4 separate regions of the Mus musculus genome follow, and all the other regions are linked to region 4. The links are chromatin contacts, called in public Hi-C maps. All regions are on one chromosome and are shown on one strand. Each heading gives the region's core, a stretch centred on a gene start, on an enhancer-like site or on the middle of the called end of the contact. The rest is flanking DNA. Distances are from core to core; before and after follow the strand shown. Region 1 has its middle 33 kb from the start of Gm35413. Region 2 has its middle 26 kb from the start of Gm46401. Region 3 has its middle 41 kb from the start of Gm40661. Region 4 has its middle 79 kb from the start of Pitrm1.

Region 1 (3,308 bases), core at 35-2,534, 700 kb before region 4:
AAGGGAGCACCCTGTTTATACTGAGATCTTAGAAATAACACCCAATAAAATGATGAAAGCTGAGCTTGTCAGTCTGTGTAGTACTTGTACATGGGGCTGGCTTATGTAGAGGACAAAAAAGAGCAATGTTATCAGCATTAATATGATATAGATTTTGGGGGGAGAATTTTCCTTCTATTGTAATTATATTCATGCAGGTTTGAAACCATTCAAACAGACTCAGTCTGAACCACTGAAAATACAATGATTTTCTTTCTTTACACATCTTTCAGCCATATGGGCTATGGCTACAGAAGTGAGAAGAAAATGTAGAGGCTTGCAGCAGACAGCAAAACAGTATCTGAGCTGGCAAATAGATATTTATAACTATAAGCACAATGCAAAGACACAAGCATGAGTGCAGAGATGATGTCTTCACCACACTTTCCTACACACCCTCCAGAAATTCTCCAACTACTGTTTTACTGAGCTTATGGATATGATAGGCCGCCCCAAATAATATCTTCGTGCTATTGGACTTAAGTCAGGCTGACTATGCGGCACGTTATATCCCCAGGATATCTGGATCTTTGCCTTATTGTGAAAATGAACCAACTAACTGTCATCTCAGAGGCCACTATATACACGAGGCACAATGATAAACACAGGGTCTTCCTGCCCACCCAGGGTCAGTCACAACCTTGCCCACAGGAAGCTTTCCCCTCTGCCTGCATTACAAGCCTTCTTCCCTAATTCCTTGATATTCAACTTTGGTTTGAAGAACAAGACCTTTACTGCCTGAGTCCACAGCCATTTGCAGAGTACCATGTGCAGATTGCATAGTTGATGGATATAGGAATTGTGCCACCCAAAGTCAGAATGGAAGTATTATGCAGGCGCTTTGGAGGATGTGGGAGGTTAGTTCCTGCCTGGGAAGCCTTAATCTTGGACGGGTCATCAGCCCTAACCGGACACTGGGATCTGGGACTCAACTTTACCAGGAAATTCTGCCGAGAGAGAAGAATATCTGGGGCTTCCTTGTAACTCCCCCTCCAGCTTCAGAGTAACTTGAAAAGTGGAAAACAAAAGACAGAAATGAGAGGCAGGCAGCATGTACTATACAGCAAAGGCCTTTGGAGGTGTGATAAGGATCAGGTAATAATGGCCTCTCACTGAGTAATCCAAAGTATTTCACAGTTTTTCTGGTTCAGCCAGTTAGTTGTGAGGAAGAAAACACCCCCTCAGTAAATGAGGCCCTTTGGAATGAGGGCTGGGGTTTATGATAAGCATAGTGGGGAAGTGCCCTCCACACCCAGGAGGGTCATTGTGTCAGCCAGTATGCATGAGTCATTTTCCACCCAAATGATGTGTCTCAAAAAGAGAAACTCTCAGCATTTACTCTGATTTTTAACCTATTGCTAGCATCTGTCATTCAAAGTGAGCTGAGGTCTTTTACAGTCTTAATCACAGAACTCCATACCTTACTGTTCAAATCTGTCCTGGTTCATCTGAGGCACGCATGGAGTTCCCTGTGACGTCAGTAATAAGTGACCTATTTATCACTACCCCTGAGGTTGCTAATCTGAAAATAGAGATTTTAAGACATAGAGCATCAGAAAAGTCATTCCTTTCTTGTATTCATAATTAGTAATATGGAGGGAACAAAAACAGAACAAGATGGAAAGCTAGACGGAAGCATCCTCTGAGATGCCTGGGTTGCTGTAACTAACTCACTGGGAAAGTTAAAACTGCCTCCCTGAACATCAGATCAATGTTTCTATAATCAGAAATGTTCTCCGTGCTCCCACACACCTTCAGTTAAAGACTTCTTCAGTGAGTTACTACAGGATAACAGGTCCAGACTCTGAGTTAACAAAACATTACCTCATCCACAAACAACTCCATTAACTGTTCAGACCCTAAGGTCAAAAACCCTTTTTCTAAGTTTCTGGAAGTTTCTCTACTTTCAAAGCAATTACAAACGTGACCTTTCTGTCTCCCTAAGAGCAGACAGCTCGAGGCAACTCCATCCAAATCAATACAGGGAGAGAATCTCAGGACTTCTTTAGAATGTGTGCACAAAAGAGGTACCATGTAATTTTAGAAAAACACCAGTTCTGTCTTACATGGAGATAAATATGAAGAGAAAGCACTCAGCAAGTGTGCTGGGATGTGGGGTAAGGTGGGGAGAAAAATCCTAGCAGTTAAGAGAAAATGGAAGCATGGAAATAAGACAGTTTGGAGCATTGGGAATTGTTGGATGGATTCAGCATGACTCCAGTCAGTTTAGAGGCAAAGAGACAAATGTCACTACCATTTAGTTTGGGTATCATCTTTTCCTTCTCTTCATAACTAAAGCCTCGCCCAGATAATAATGACAGATAAGGATGCCCTGTCCAACATGGAGATCATAAAATCAGGAGCTGATGTCATTGGGATGAAAACAACAAAGAGAAAAAGAGGAAGAGGAATCCAGCTGTTGAATGCATGCTTACCTCAAGGCGCCTGGACACCAGCTGTCTGAATGTCCTTATATAGAAAAGGTGGCCTGCTTCAGCTTCTCCTGTCCCTCCAAGGGAAACTGTATTGCTGGGTAGCATCAAACAAAAGAAGAGAGCAGGATGACTAGAGTCTAGACTGTTTCAAACACCTTGTCATGTTTCTCTTCTGAGTAGATCCCAGACACGTAAGGATGTAGAGTAATTTGGAGTAAAAGTTTCTTTGAACTATGTCTAATTACAGAAAGGCATCCAATCTGACGACAGTGATCAGTCTGTCTGGTCTAGCTCAACGTTCTTCTAAAGATGAGCTCCTCAGTACCTCCTGCAAAGCTCTGTCCTTTCTTTTAAAAGTTCCACAACCCCAAACAAACAAAAAAAGACAAGAAGCAGCACAGGAGCCTAAGTCACTTCAATGTGAGAAGGAAAATACATCTTAAAGAGCTAAATTACCTAAAGAATTCAGAAAATTTGCATTTAAACATTATTTCAACGGAGATAATCCAAGGAGGCTGTATTAACTACAAAGGGAAGGAGCTACGTGTAAGAAATCTTCCTTATAAAAGACACACTATTTACATTTGATCTCTGTATAAAATTATCAGCATCATTTTGTATGTGGTTGAGTGTACACATCTTGTCTTCTTTTGTTTTTTTGAACTAGGATCTCACTATGTAGCCTTAGCTGATGTGGAACTCAGAGAGAATCTCCTGTCTCTGCCTCACTAGAGCTGGGATTAAAGGCATGCACCACCAGGCCTGCCTCTCTCTGTTTGTTTGTCATGTGCCATGGACCTCTTTAAAGGAAGGACTAAGATTTACAGCAGGTCT
Region 2 (3,274 bases), core at 33-2,532, 580 kb before region 4:
GACAAGCATGGAAGTGACAACTCTTTCACATCGGTTCTGCAGATGAGCATCAGGGAGATTAATTTATTCCTGGAATAATTTGTTTGAGAGGTGGTTTGATCCTGGTGTTCGCTGCTCTTGCCAATGTGATTTTTATCTCGTACTTAATTCAACTATGGAGCTGTTACGGTTTTTATTTCCCAGAGAGTTTGGGACTTGCTCAAACATTCTCAGGCCTCAATCCAGCCTATTGCTCTGCCTGTTTCTGCTAAGACAAGTACAAGCTTGCCTTCCAATGACCTCCAATCAAAACCAATCAAATCTGCAAAGTTAATTGTAGTATTGCCTAAGCACTCAGAAGCCCAATAAATAATGAATGCTTATTAAACCATATTGACATGATAAATATTTTTACACGGTGTGTTTATTCAAGAGGTCTTGAAGAAAAAAAAAAAAACAGTCTCTTAGAGAACGACATTGTTTTTCTACCACCTGAGTGGAGCGAAAGCTGTGATTAAGGATCTATAAGTTTTATTTGCAGACTTTCAGTTCTGCCCTAACTTGGTTGAAACCATGGGTTCCGTCTTTCATTTCCTGAAACAAGTTTATTGCTGAGTCCAGCCTCTGGGCATTTGTATACAGCCCTGATGACCAACCGCTGCTCTAAGACCATCAAGGTCCCCCCAGTGTCTTCCATCAGGGGCATTTGGGGGGCAACCATGTCTTGATGGAGGTCTTCAGTTCGTTAGGGAGCTCTTGTGGAGGGAGGAGGGAGGGCTGTGTTAGTGGTGTGTGCAGTCTCTCCCACACCCTCACGCATAACCAGAGGTCTGAGAGCAAATGAGGAAGGAGTAAATGCAAGAGGTTGTCATTTCAGTTGTACATGGATCTGTGGCTGAACCACGAACTGACCAAGAAAGGCTCAGGAGAAGTGGAAAGTCATCAGATGTTTCCAGTTCAGATGAAACGCTGGAGGCAAAGGAAACTAAAAGAAATAGGGAGAGAGGGGCGGGGGAGATGGAAAGAAGAAAGGAAGAAGAAGGAAGGAGGGAAAGAGGAAGAAACTGAAGAAGAAGGAAAGAAGGAAGGAGGGAGGGAGGAAGGGAGGAAGAGGGAATGAGGAAGGAAGGATGAAGGGAGGAAGTGGGGAGGAAGAAAGGAAAAAAGGAAAGGCAGAAGGAAACGAAATGGGGAGTATGCATCTCTGCTCCTTTGAAAGAAGAGATTGCCCTTCACTGGCCTCAGGTTGTCTAACTCATAGGGCCAAATAAGTGGTTTGAAAAAGCAATACTGGCTTGAGCCCCAAACTGTGTTTGGGGAAGTGTGATGTTCACTCAGAATGAAGATGTTGAAGGAGACCAACTTCTCTTTCTCCTCTGCAGTTTGTGTCATCAGTTTCCAAGGATCTTTACCAGAACCACAGATCATTTGATCATATCCAACTAGACATTCAGAACTGTCTGGATCATATTTAGAAATCAAAAATGTAAAAAATCTTTTTAAAAAATTTGCTCAATTGAGCAAACGTGGAGAGTAACCAAGAATGCAGTGTCTCTGATCAAATAGCCTTTGATGCTGTAACCTGAAACTGGTCTGTTGCTGCATCTTGAGGTCTAGGTCTCCTCCCAAGAAAAGTGCCTGCTAGAAAACGGGAAGAGGCAGGAAGTGCTCCTGCACTCATTCTTGTATGTCTTCAGATGCGTGGAACGTGATATATACAAACTCCTTAGCTCCAGAAACACTGGAGAGCTTGGGGCAACGTGAAGGCAGGGAGAACTTTCTATATATTTCTAAATCAGACCTGAACCTAAACTTCCTGTCACTAGGAGCCAGCTCAAGTACCATGACCATAATTCAACATTTCATTTTCGAATGCTTTCCTTAGTCAGTGGACTTTCACTACTCTCCCTTTATCCTCTAGTATCTCTTAGTCCTACATTTCCCTGTCAAGAGTCTCTCCTATATTCTTCTATATGCAGGCTCTAAAGCCTACAGATTCAAATAGCCTTTAGTCCACTTGGCCACTCTTTTGAAACTATCCATTTAGCTCTGTCATGGGAGGGTTATGAGAGAAAACTTTGGCATAGCGTTTACTCTTGTGCAACTAATATGCAGACGTTGTTTTGTGCTGGACTCAGTAGGTAGAGTGCTGACATAGCAGACCACAGGCTCGGGATTGAATCTCTAGTACCACCTTAAACCAAGGTCATGTTCACCAGCCTGTAGACCCAGGACTCCAAGGAAGAAAGCAAGAAAATTAAAGAGTTCCAGGTCACCACAATCCTCAGCCCCACGTCACCCAGTTCGTGGGCAACCTGAGCTATCAGAGATCTTCTCTCTAAACAACAATGACTTTGCTAAATAAGCTATTTTCTATGCTCCCTCTCCCCCTCTGTTTTCTTTTCTTCCCTACATCTCTTCAATGTTTGCATCTTTCCATCTCACTTACTTCCCTTATATATTAGAAACTTCAGATTGCTCGAATATGACACCCTATTTTGAACTGCCATCTGAGGAAGGATGGCACACACAGGCTGCTATGAGAGGTCTGTTGAGTCATTTTGTTCTCTGTGGTTCTGAGAAGTCTAAGCATGGTGGGAGGGCTGTTAGCACTCTCCTTCTTAGAATCACCCTTTTCTACTAATGATGACAAACGACACTTTCATGAACAGTGCTGGAGTAGGCCCTTTATTTCAAAAGCTAATTTGCTGTTGCCATGGTGAAGACACACACACACACATACAACAACAACAACAACAACAACAACAACAACAAAAAACAAACCAAACAACGAAACAAAGCAAACTAAAAAAGAAGATTGGTAGGGACAGACAAAAACAAAAAACAAAACAAAATGGTTCGTTTTGTTTTGTTTTTGATGCTGCTTAGCAATCTTGAGCAGTCATTATTGATACTTTGTGGGTCTGGGAGAAAGCTCATTTTGTAAAGTGCTTGCCTCATGAGTGTGAAGACAAGGTTTGATTTCTAGAACTTACATAAAAAGCAAATAGTGGGTGTCTATTGCCTTAAAGCTGAAGGGGGTTTGCTTTTGATATAATTGTCTCTGACATGAAAGACACACAGAGACCCACTAGGACCCTTTCACTCTTCAGCATCCTTTCCTAGTTTCTCCCTTATGGAGCCTTAGTGAAGGTCAATTGTTCCTCTAGGAGAGAGAATACAGGTGCAGATGTAAGCTTAACTCATTGAAGGGTCAACTAGGCGACTGCTGTTCTGTTGCAAAGCTGCATGCACATGGTCCAATGCAGCCAGAGGAAATAGGAGACGAGAAAGC
Region 3 (3,223 bases), core at 370-2,869, 960 kb before region 4:
GTCTCAAGCTGTGCACTATTGGTTCTTCTCTGTCTTTGTTAATCAGTTCCCTCTGTAGCTAGGTTAGATCAGTTCGTCTGTTAATTTGGAGTCCTCACTTCATCTCAAATGTCCAAATGTTCCAGGAAGTTTGCATTTTCTCTTATCTCATTATACTTTATCTCTTTTACTACTAAAAATTAAACATACTCTTTATACCACTGTGATCAAGTATGGACCTACTTTACACACCAGCTATCACCTTAGCCTTCATTTTTGCAATCGCTTGTAGCCTATACCTTTGTCTTGTTCCTCTGTGTATTCTCTCTTCAGTCTTCTCCTATGACATTTTCCTATCATCAAATTTTTCCACCCAACGTCGAAGAAGAAGGAGGAGGAGGAGGAGGAGGGGGGGCGAGGGGGAAAGGGGAAGGGGAAGAAAGAAGAAGAAGAAGAAAGAAGAAGAAAGAAGAAAGAAGAAAGAAGAAAGAAGAAGAAAGAAGAAGAAAGAAGAAGAAAGAAGAAGAAGAAGAGGAAGAAGAAGAAGAAGAAGAAGAAGAAGAAGAAGAAGAAGAAGAAGAAGAAGAAGAAGAAGAAGAAGAAGAAGAAGAAGAAAATGCACGTTTCTAGTATACCAAGGATCACCCAGAACTCTGTCTTTATTTAAGAGTTGCTTCTTTCATTGTAAAGCATTGTTCTGAACTCCACAAGTCCCCCTATGTGGTGGATTCTACCCTGAGCTTACTGATGCTGTCTCCCTAGACATTGTTTGTTCTTGCTTTGCTTGAAACCTGGTAATTCAAACTATGGCCTTCTCCATCTGATATTTCCAATCTTCACTCAGTTTCCTCCTATTCTTTGGAAATGAAAGGATCCTACAAGAGCTGGTATCATAGTGTGCTTTGTGAACCTTACCAGCACATTCTTTCCCAGGCCAGGAGGTGAAGGAATGAATTAGAAAATGTGATAAGTATTTGTACAAAAGAAATCATGTTAAGACTGAAAAAGAGTCTAGAACTTAAAGCAATGATAATAGTTTTCTTTTCTTGTTCTCTTTTTCTGTTTTCTTTCACTTACAAAGTAACCTATATTCTTAAAGATTATACAAGATTATCTTGTGTCATAATGAAATTGGAACAAAGAAATCTCAACATGACTGTGTGTGTGTGTGTGTGTTATCCCCAATTAAATGCAAGTCATTTCACCTTGCTAAATACAGTCCTTTTTTTTTTTCTAACCTCTTTTTTAAAGGTACCCATAGAGCTTAGCCTTGATATTATTCCATTTCTGAAAGTGAAATCTTTCAGACTGACCTTGGTTGCTTGCTTTTCAGTTTGTTTCATTCTTAGAATTAGTTTGGATGCCTCTACCTCTGAAAGTAAAAACACACCCTGAGATCTCTTCTCTTCTCTTCTCTTCCTTCCTTCCTTCCTTCCTTCCTTCCTTCCTTCCTTCCTCTCATTTCTTTTTCCTTTCTTTTTTATTCTCCCCTCCTTCTCCTCCTCCCCCTTGTCCTCCTTTCCCTCCTCCCCCTCCTTCTACTTTTTCTTCTTCTTCTTTTTGAGGAACAAAGACATGTAGCAATGAGATCTGAAATCTGCTGGTGGGTGCAAAATATACACCAGGAGAGGAAGTTATGGTTTAGGTTGCTTTAATGGAAAGGAAATGACTCAAATCCACATGGCTATGTAATAGACTTACTAAATACAGCTTTTCTTTAGTGTAAAACCTAATGTTTATATAGTAATAGGAAACTTTATTTTACCAAATTGTAATTTTCTTACTGTTCTCTCCTATCTTTCAGTCAATTACTACATCTTTCATTGAGTACATGTTATGTCATTTTTAGCACATAAAATCTGAGCTGATTTCACAGAAGAAGTTGACTTGAGAAATGTGGCCCAATCAAAAGGATCTGGCTTTCATTTGAATTGTTAGCCAAAACACTAGTTCGCTTGGGAAAATGTATTCTTTGTCCTTTACGGAAAAGGATATGCATATTTACAAAGATGTTATGTACAGTTATTGTCATAGGTGAAATTCATATAATTATGTCCATCTCCCAGGTGTTACTGTTTCCTAGGAAATATCAGATATACAGAAACAGCATAAGCAAATACTGAAAATCTTACCTAAGTTCACTTATCAGAAGCCATGAAATAAAAGAATCCATCCACCTGTTTATTTAAAAACTACTTAAAATTTGTATTGATTTGCATTAAATATCTCTTAAATACTTTTGATATTTATTATAAGATTTATAGTAGGTCAGATTAAGGAAATAACATATGTATCAAAAGATGGCCTAGTCAGCCATCACTGGAAAGAGATGCCCATTGGATAGGCAAACTTTATATGCCCCAGTACAGGGGAACGCCAGGGCCAAAAAATGGGAATGGGTGGGTAGGGGAGTTGGGGGGGGAGGGTGTGGGGGACTTTTGGGATAGCATTGGAAATGTAATTGAGGAAAACACGTAATAAAAAAAAGGAAATAACAGACCACTTTTGCATTTAGCAATTTTGCTTCTCTGTAAAGTTACAATGACAATTAGTGTAAACCCCAGCAAGATGTTATAGAACAAGCTTGAATACAGAAGTGAAGTGTGTGGATTTTAGAGATATTTACATAACTAAATGGTTTACAATGCTTAATCATATGAAATTTCTACTCAAGGCCCTTAAAATTGTAAGAACAAAAAGATGACTTAAAACACTGGCATTAATGAAGAATTCAGGCTTTCTAGAAATTTTACTCAGTTTACATAAAAAAGAAAATGTTCAATTTTCCTTCTGATTGACCCTCATGTAACTGACCAGGCTTTCAGAAAAGTTACTGAAACTGGAAACTAGTGAGACAAGGGTTTGGAGAGAGTGTTTTTCATGCCCACCTGATGAAATTGAGTCTTTAAAACTGACACTTGTCATGACTTTGCAAGACACACTCAAGTCATGAAGGACCTAAGGCTGCAGTGCAGATAATCTGATCCCCTAGAAAATTTTTATTTTCTTCATATTGCAACTATTCATAGGGCACCTTCAAAATGAATATTTGTAACATAGGGAGAGAATACTATTAAAATAATATTAGCAAAATGAAAGAAAAAGGAACAATCTTATAACTACATAAAGTGTATGACTGAGATAATATTTCATTTCGATATTGTGTTTTTCTATTGGATGAATGACATAGGTCCTACAGAACCTAAGGGTAGTGGAGCAGCTATTTCAGTGTCTAGACAAATCT
Region 4 (3,319 bases), core at 448-2,947:
TAGAGTTACCTAGAGGAGCAGAAATAGCTCAAAGACAGGTACATCACCAAAAGCCTACCCCCCACCGCCAACATGGGTGACAGCTCACAAAAGCTTCAAACTTGAAGCTCACAGTATAACAGGCAGGCAGCTAGAGAGGTTGTAGGGTGTCTACTTCAGGCAGTTAGGTGGTTTGAGCCTCTTCTGGAGAGCTCAATTTGTCTGAGTATGTCTCTCGTCAGTCTTTACTGCTTATACCTGCTTGGAGAAGGAAATTCTTAGTGAATCTGGTTAGTTTCAGGAACTTCCTAGACTTGTTGAGTTGTTAACTTCTTGAATTTTATTAGCTTTTTCTGCAGGATAGAAGGTTGTACCTCTGTCTCAGATAGCCAGAGTCTTAAGTAGCTTCTCTCCAAGGAGAAATATTTAATTTCTGAGGAAACTGCTCCACAGCAAGGCTAGGTCATACAGAACCACACAGTCTGCCATGGAACCTGCCTCCATTCTCACAAGCTCTCCTGCACACACACGCGGATGCTATAATTTGAGATCCTGAGAGAATCCTCGAGGTATGGCTGGCCAGGAACATCTTTACCCTAAGAGAAAGACTACTGTACATTTGTACATATCAGAGTTCACTATACTCTGAAAGAGTCTTCCTTGAAGAAAGGTGAAAGCTTGCAGGACAAGCAGTACCACACTGAACTCACAAAGTGATATAGCTCCATCCTGCTAGCATCCTGAAGAAGAGTGAGATGGACATTGAGGGCAAAGGGTTAGTGAAAGATCCTGAGAGAGAGCGAAAATTATTTAAGCCCCTAGACCTGTGTCATTAATGGCAGGGAGTAGAACTTGCCCCATTGTTGCAGGAAATGTTTGTACAGAATACTCTAACCATTCCTTAAATCCATTATGCAAACTTGCTAGCTTGCCAAATGCTATAGCCCAATGCCAGGTGTTTGCGGTTTCTGCCTTTATAAACCCCTTACCCCTTGAGCTCGTGGTCGACTCCTCTACCCCTGCGTGGGATATGAGTCGTCCCCAGTGCACTGTTCTTTCCCGAATAAACCTCTTGCAGTTTTCATCAAGACCATTTCTCGTGAGAGATTTGGGGTGTCACCTCTCCTGAGTCAGAACGTGGGGGAGTCCTCACGTTGTGGGTCTTTCATTAGAAGTCAAGGCACTGAGATATTTGAGATTGTATAGACCATAGGTATATTTGTGGGGTGTATATTTTCTATTTATATTCCAAGTAGTATGCATAGATTTTTATTAGACTCTGTCATGGTCCTCAACTTTCACCTTCACACATTCCCCTCCTACATTACTAAGTGAAGGAACGTCAGTTCTTGCTATGAATCACAGTCACCGGTAAGCAACTGAGATTTTGTGTCAACTTCTTGAAACCTGGAAGAAGCCCAACTGCACTTGTGTTGATTTGTGTAATGGCACTGGGGTCTGTGGTATAGGAAGTCACTGAGTCTGCCAACTCGTGCTTTGAACATGACTATACCCCATATAATAATTACATATATGCATTTCAAAACTGCTAGAGGATGCTATGCGCTGAGTGTTTGCTATTCCAAAGCTCATCCTGCTCTTTATCATTCACTGACGTTGACCCTTAATGAAGAGGGAGACAGCTCACTTCCTTCAGCATCTAAAGAAGACAGTGTTTACTGCAGCCTCCGAGGAGATAATTATCGGCCGCACTGCCACCTGCTGGAAGACTCAGAAGAAAGCTTCCTTCCCTTCTTGGAAAAACCCCTGGGGAGAGAGCCCAAGAGACAAAGGTCACCTGCGATGAGTTTCCCCAGCAAGACTATAACTTGAGACTTATTTTCAAAACCAGCCTCGTCCAGTCCATTCAGAATGCAGAGCCCCTCCCAGGAGTTCTTTCTGCTCAGTGGAGGCTGAAACTGATGGGCAGTCAGCCAGGAAGTGCCTGAAGCTTTGGTTCAAAAATGAGATTCAGAGCATGTGTTGGACTGTGACAAGGGAAGTGAAGGACATCGCTCATGCTCACACATGCCTATGCCTGGGTTGTTCCTCTCAGAGGCTCTGTGGTACACTCCCACCATGCACTCTCTCTCCTCCTCCATCTCCTGAACCTTTCTCCCTCCCTCCTCTCTCCATGTTATTTATCTTCATCTCTCTTTATGTCACCACAATGTCTAATACACACACACTATGCAGGTTCACACATACACCCAGATACATACCTGCCCACACATACACACAGCATTATCACCACACGCATGGACACACCATACAGACACGTGTGTTCACAGGTGTGCCAACGCGCCTCATAGGCAGAGAGAGTCTTGAGGTCGGCAGCTTACTATGCAGGCTGTTAAGCTCTCATAAATACCTAGAATATCAAAAGACAGATTTGTCCAAGACCTGTGCATTTCCTATTTGTAGTTCACTAATTGTCTACTTTATGTGACTGCTAATGCTTACTCAATATGCAGGAAATTGACATAATGACAGAGTTGGATGTGTTCTCGGCCCTGGGGTTCTAATATGCCTGATTTCAGTCAGCATGCATAAACGTGGAGTATTCAGGGTCTCCGACATGATGAGGAGTTTACGGAGACTGGATTGCTTCTAGAAACACCCAAGACAACGAAACATGGCATGATATGATTGCCATGGTAACGAGGGTATTCCAAATGAAAATCACTACGGTGCATCACTAATTTAGGGCTCCACTAAACACCAAATAATATTTCTCTTAAGAATGCTGAGCTGTGGTTCCTGGTAATGCAGGGTCCTGTAGCAAATGCCACACTGCAGAAGAAAAGTACAGGGGAAATTCTCCGCATACTGTGCAGGGTTACTGTGGATACCCCAAGGGTGGGAGTCAGACCACATCCACTCATGGTGGTTCATTTAGAGAAGTTCTTAATATATTGCAACTGCGACATACACTAGTAATTTTCCAAACCTGGGATTTGGTTTAGAAATCAGCTCAAATCTGGTTGGCCCTTGTGTCTAGTCTAAGCTGAATCATTATTCCTGCATGTGGCTCAAACCGCATAATGGTATAAGAGGTGCAGGCATGAAAGGAACGTGTTAGAGGCACAGCTAGGAATCCGCAGCCAAGAGAGGCCCGATCCTGTCTATTTTCACACCCTGGCTGCTCATTGCATATGCAAAGAAGCAGCCTCAACTTTCTCAGGTCACACAGCATCAGCCTCGTGCCTCAAGCTCTTTTTCATTTTATTTGGATTGGTTCAAAGAAGAGGCTCCTTGCAAATCCTAATTCTCACCTCTGCAACGACAGGGCTAAATTAAAAGAAGAGCATTAGTCTGGTTTACTTTTCTTTCAGGGGTT

Evidence for each region. A called contact is a pair of places that touch in the nucleus more often than the background predicts.
Region 1: a Hi-C map of bone marrow-derived macrophages shows a contact between it and region 4, with 9 times the contacts expected there. The contact joins two enhancer-like sites. A contact is called at or near these places in 7 of 484 Hi-C or Micro-C datasets (bone marrow-derived dendritic cells, bone marrow-derived macrophages, cortical neurons and 4 more) and 3 of 115 datasets of contacts at active chromatin or transcription factors (CD8 T cells, bone marrow-derived dendritic cells and embryonic fibroblasts).
Region 2: a Hi-C map of bone marrow-derived macrophages shows a contact between it and region 4, with 4 times the contacts expected there. The contact joins two enhancer-like sites. A contact is called at or near these places in 2 of 15 datasets of contacts at CTCF or cohesin (both in the NIH/3T3 cell line), 43 of 484 Hi-C or Micro-C datasets (3T3-L1-derived adipocytes, the AML12 cell line, the C2C12 cell line and 27 more) and 10 of 115 datasets of contacts at active chromatin or transcription factors (PVALB interneurons, Th17 cells, bone marrow-derived dendritic cells and 7 more).
Region 3: a Hi-C map of bone marrow-derived macrophages shows a contact between it and region 4, with 5 times the contacts expected there. The contact joins two enhancer-like sites. A contact is called at or near these places in 6 of 484 Hi-C or Micro-C datasets (the BV-2 cell line, bone marrow-derived macrophages, cerebral cortex and 1 more) and 1 of 115 datasets of contacts at active chromatin or transcription factors (neural progenitor cells).

Annotation. Positions count from the first base shown.
Region 1 is chr13:5,768,572-5,771,879 of GRCm38.p6, forward strand. No RefSeq gene overlaps it. Among named protein-coding and RNA genes, the nearest start is that of Gm35413, 33 kb to the right of the region's middle. Within about 2 kb of position 1,285, at least 85 of the 459 cell types and tissues checked have an H3K27ac peak or open chromatin away from gene starts, as enhancers often do. A contact at or near this core is called in CD8 T cells and bone marrow-derived macrophages, where this site is marked.
Region 2 is chr13:5,887,654-5,890,927 of GRCm38.p6, forward strand. No RefSeq gene overlaps it. Among named protein-coding and RNA genes, the nearest start is that of Gm46401, 26 kb to the right of the region's middle. Within about 2 kb of position 1,283, at least 111 of the 459 cell types and tissues checked have an H3K27ac peak or open chromatin away from gene starts, as enhancers often do. A contact at or near this core is called in Th17 cells, bone marrow-derived macrophages and embryonic fibroblasts, where this site is marked.
Region 3 is chr13:5,510,377-5,513,599 of GRCm38.p6, forward strand. No RefSeq gene overlaps it. Among named protein-coding and RNA genes, the nearest start is that of Gm40661, 41 kb to the right of the region's middle. Within about 2 kb of position 1,620, at least 44 of the 459 cell types and tissues checked have an H3K27ac peak or open chromatin away from gene starts, as enhancers often do. A contact at or near this core is called in bone marrow-derived macrophages, where this site is marked.
Region 4 is chr13:6,467,819-6,471,137 of GRCm38.p6, forward strand. No RefSeq gene overlaps it. Among named protein-coding and RNA genes, the nearest start is that of Pitrm1, 79 kb to the right of the region's middle. Within about 2 kb of position 1,698, at least 50 of the 459 cell types and tissues checked have an H3K27ac peak or open chromatin away from gene starts, as enhancers often do. A contact at or near this core is called in CD8 T cells, Th17 cells, bone marrow-derived macrophages and 1 more, where this site is marked.